2 separate regions of the Gossypium hirsutum genome follow, and region 2 is linked to region 1. The links are chromatin contacts, called in public Hi-C maps. All regions are on one chromosome and are shown on one strand. The core of a region is the stretch at or near the end of the contact, and the rest is flanking DNA. Distances in the headings are between cores, read along the strand shown. Region 1 holds the start of LOC121203086 (serine/threonine-protein kinase SAPK1). Region 2 holds the start of LOC107951138 (14-3-3-like protein B).

Region 1 (2,522 bases), core at 17-2,516:
TAGAGTACAATACACTCTTTCACTATGCTTTTTTGGACTATGGGTATTTTAGAATATTTACCTCATCTTCACTAAATCTACCAGCACTGCAGATGCGCTCAAAGAGCTCTCCACCTGCAGCATACTCCATGACTATGGCTAGATGTGTAGGTGTAAGAAGAACCTGCAAGAGCAATGTATCAAAAAGAAAGTTAACCCAAAAATAAGTCAGGATAAAACACAGAGCCCTAACCTATCTTCATTAAACATAATGGAGCAAAGCTAAGCCAAACAAGAACAAGACAAAAAAGGATCATAGATTATAAAAGAGTACCAACCTCTTTGAATCTAACAATATTGGGATGTTTTAATGATCTATGATTCATGATTTCCCTTTGCACATGTTCATCAATCAGCAACAAAAAAAAAACCCCTTTAAGCAACAAACCCATATAAAAAAAAAGGATAATGATAGATAATCGGATTGGAACAAGAAAAGAAAAAGTTGGAAAAAAAGATTTAATAAGATGTAAGAAACAAGGTATAGATAAGACAAGACCTTGTGGCCTCTCTCAATGAACTTAATAGAAAAGAGTTCTTTTGTCCATCTATCTCTAACAAGCTTGGCCACACAAAAATTCCCAGATCCTATATCTTTCACAATCTCATAACGCTCCATAGTTTTTCTTTTTTGTCAAAAGTACTCCCACTGCAAGTCTTTGATGTCTTCTTCTCTTTATTATGTCTCTGGAAAAACAACAGTGTAAAAAAAAAAAAAAGGAAGCACAAGAAGTCCAGCACTTAGGTGTGCTTTTTATTCAAAGTTAGTTGCGACTGAGAAGTGACAACCATCATCGTCTAAAATCTGGAAGCCTCATTTCTTTCACTGCAAAGGGAACACGTGTACAGAATGATGGAGCTTCCATTCATTGGAACATAAATGTTAAAAGAAAAAAGACAAGTGCACTAGGGAATCACAAAGCTTTAGAAACTAAAATGAGGTATGGAATTTACAGTTCTGATAAATAAGGACAATAAAGACCAAGGAAGGTGGTGTGGGTATGGGCTGAAAATCGCTTTGGTGGTTTTACAGCACAAGTATTAGGTCAAATCATGGAAGATATATTCATTCAAGGAGTGGGTATTTCATGACATCAGATGAATGAATAATCAGTCATGTTCTTATTTTCTTTGGGTTTATCTTGTAAGGTATTTTGAAATTATAGAAAAAAAAAGTAGTACTATTATTTTATTTGATATGATTGGAGGGGAATCGGATGAAAAATATAGCCTCAAATTTGTTTATTTGCTCAATGATTGTAGGATGGAGTTGAAATTGCCATCAGATTTGACATGCCTTTTCACCAAACTAAGAATACCATATTGAGGGTTAAAATTCTTTGAAGACCGAAACAGTTTTTTTTTTCATTATTGTTAATTGTTTTAGTAGAAGAATTTTGAAGAAAATACAATATGCACCTGAAAAAATTGATATTAAATGAATTATTAAAATAAAATATATTAGTGAATTGATATTTAGTTAAATTGCTATCCGCATGGTTGTACATGGATTTGGGCACACTTAAATATGTTTTATTTTTTTATTTAAGGGTTAAAAAATGATTATGAGTAATTTTAAATATTGTATTAAAAATATTAGTATTAATCTTGACACACATGTTGCCTTGGGTTAATTAGTTTTTAAGTCAAATTATAAAGTAAATATGTGAAGGTTAAAATATACTTCAAGTCCAAATCCTCTTTGTATATTTGAAATTTAGTCCTTATTTATTCTTTAAAATGTAATCTCTCTACACTTTAGATTAAAAAAAAAAAGACAATCAAGTATAGTTGATAGCACTATTACTTTTTTATTATTAAAATTGTTAATGTAACATTTTGAAATTAATAAAAAAATAATTTGTAAAGACCTAAATGTAAAAAAGAATTTTAACGGCGTTAACAATTAAAAACTCACTTTACAATTTTAATCAGAATAAAGTATTTAGACTAACCAATGATATTGTAAAACTTGAGGTACCAAATTATGTTAAAAATTAGATCTGAAAATTGAGTGTACTATAGGGACCAAAACTAAAATTTGACCAATATTATATAATCTAAAAAACAAAAGATTGGTACACATGCCACATAAGGAATGCCCATGACATTCTTTTTATATATAGTAGTTTAGATTAAAGAAATCCCAAATGTGAGCATAGTAGAGAGATCAAGATAACAATTTAACTGCTTTCTTACAATGATCATGTAGACAAGACTTTAGAGTATATTGGATTTTGTCATGCCCGCTGTGTGGGTGAAAATTTTATATTAAAATATGTTCTTTTAAAATTTGTTCAATAATGTGTAACACCCTGAAAATTTCTATAGTAAGATATTATCCTTAATATAATAAAATAAGGAAAAAAAGTGACAAGAAGAGGAAAATTGAGTTATGTCACTGGGAAGTATATTATGACATATTGATTTAAGAAAGGACTAAATTGTAAAAGTGAAAAAAGTTTTGTGGCCCAAGAGTAAAT
Region 2 (2,522 bases), core at 11-2,510, 610 kb after region 1:
AACAAATACAAATGGAGCTATCTTTTTGCAATTATCTGAACAAAAAATTATTTAACTAATGCTGGTTCATACTTTAATCTAATAGGCTCCAGATTAAACTAAATGGTGGATTTATAGCATAAAACATGATAAAGTGGTAACAAAAATAACAGGAAAACGCACCTGTTTAGCCATGCTACATGCCTTGTCTGACTGATTGAGAATCTCATAGTAGAACACCGAGAAATTCAGCGCAAGCCCCAATCTGATAGGGTGCGTCGGTGCTAGATCCTCCAGTGCAATATCCTTCATTCAGTTCAACACAAAAATCTAAAGAATCAACTTTGGAAGAAGAAAATATGAAAGAGGTTTCACAATCGAAGCCCCAACCGTAAAGTCATATTCCCCCAAGTCAACATCCAAAATTGTACTGTAAAATTCAACTATTCAGTCAAAGCTTGAGCTAGAGTTAAAATGTTACCTGAGCAGCCTTGTAAGACAACATAGTATCCTCAGCAGCAGCTTTCCTCTCATCACCAACCTTAAACTCCGCTAAATAGCGATGATAATCTCCTTTCATCTTCAAATAGAAAACCTTGGACTCACTAGCAGTAGCAGAGAGGATCAGATTCGACTCCAATAAAGTCAAGATACTAGCGCAAACTTCCGACAACTCGGATTCAATCTTGGATCTGTACTCCTTAACCAGCACAACATGTTCCTCGTTCTTTCGACCTTCTTCTTTCTGCTCGATGGAAGAAACGATTCTCCACGCGGCACGTAGAGATCCGATGACGTTTTTGTAGGCGACGGAGAGAAGGTTCCTTTCCTCGACGGTTAATTCAGCGGCTGGGGTTGAGCCGAGGACCAGCTTTTGCATGAACTGAAGCATCTCCTCATAGCGCTCAGCTTGCTCGGATAGCTTCGCTAAGTAAACGTACTGATCGCGGCTCAGGTTGCCGGTGACCGTCGTCGCCATTTGCCGTAATGGTGGGTTTCGAGGGAGAGAACGTTTTTCAGTTTTTTTTTTTTTTTGCCTTCGCTTTCGGGAGGGACGCTGAAGGCCTGAAGATTTAGAGGGGTTTTTTTTTTTTTTTAACGCAAGGTTGAGGAGGGTATAATGGTAACTAAAAATGAGAATAGAATTGGTTGTTGGTTTTTTGTTTTTCTTAATTTTATTTAATTAAGATAGACTTATTATTGAATTTTTGAGCGAAGAAAAGTATGGTTTTGTTGGGGAATCTGGATTTGAAAACTAATGATTCAGGATTTAAAATGGAATTGGGCGGTTTTGGAGATAAGATTTGCCTGTAATAAGTGGGACCTAATCCAGCTCGAAACGGTGTCGTTTGAGCATGACTGATAACGTTTTCAACGCGAGTATCAAATCAAACTCTATCAAAGGCTTCGTCGTTTATAGTTCTCTCCAGCTGGCCTTTGTTTTTTTAAATTGTATTCCTTTTGGCGGCTTTCCTTGTGTTGCAGCAGGCCAGCCAACCAAAATAAAAGTTTTAAAGCTCTAACTTTTCCTCTGCTATAATATAATACACCAACTTTTTAAAAATATTTATTATTCAAAAATTCCTATCTATGGAATGAATTATGCTAAAATATGGATACGGCTTAAAACGCTTCCAATGGGCTGGATGAAGTTGGAACTGCATCTTAATGCAGACCACTTTGTATAACAACAACGCTAAACTACTTAGTTGGTGACATAATTTTTAGAGTATTTTTATTTTAATCACTTAAAATAAAATTTTTACAATTTGATCATCTAATTTTTAGGATGCTTTCATTTTAATTATCTAAATATTTAATCTCTAATGACTGTTAATTATACACATTACATTATGTTTACACTTTTATTTTGGTCACCTAAAAGATATCTTTTTTAAATATTGATTAGGGTAAAAAATTAAAGATTAAAGTGAAAAGAGGTAGAAACTAAAATAATACACAAAATTTGTCAATTTGTAATTGTTTATTCTATTGTTGAAAATTCTATTTTTTAATATCAAAATTTAAATTTCAAAACATCAAAATAAATTGAATAAACTATTGAAACAATTTTATCCATTGATAATGTCAATCGATTTGTATTATAATATTAAAATTAATTAATTTATTCTCCTTTTAAATTTTAAAATTAACAAAATCAACAAATAACTTATATATAATAATTGTCTATGAAGCTTAAATTTATTTTGATTGTATAATTTGGATTCTTCCATGCTAAGCTAAAAGTAAAGAAAAATATCCTTGAAATTAATTAAATTAATTGTTTGTTCTATGCTTGGGTAAATAAGTGATGAAAAATTATGACTATTGCTTGGCATGGTAGATAAAATTAATTTATTTATTTAATTGTAAGGATTTTTCTTTACTTCTAGATTAACATAGAAAATTCAAGATTATATAGTTAAAATAAATTTGAGTTTCGTAAACAACTATTAAAGACAATAAGTTTCATTGATACTTTTGTAAAATAATTTTAAAACATCAAAATAAATTAATAACTTGTTGAAATTTCTTTATTTATT

Evidence for each region. A called contact is a pair of places that touch in the nucleus more often than the background predicts.
Region 2: a contact with region 1 is called in a Hi-C map of leaf, with 2.0 times the contacts expected there. The contact joins the promoter of LOC107951138 here to the promoter of LOC121203086 in region 1. A contact is called at or near these places in 2 of 34 Hi-C or Micro-C datasets (leaf and seedling).

The regions. Positions count from the first base shown.
Region 1 is chrA02:16,569,199-16,571,720 of Gossypium_hirsutum_v2.1, forward strand. LOC121203086 (serine/threonine-protein kinase SAPK1) reads right to left here and starts at 1,267. Exons shown (of 8, transcript XM_041085512.1): 1 at 318-1,267; 2 at 62-163. The coding sequence starts at 431.
Region 2 is chrA02:17,183,056-17,185,577 of Gossypium_hirsutum_v2.1, forward strand. LOC107951138 (14-3-3-like protein B) reads right to left here and starts at 1,261. Exons shown (of 4, transcript XM_016886073.2): 1 at 461-1,261; 2 at 163-285. The coding sequence starts at 958.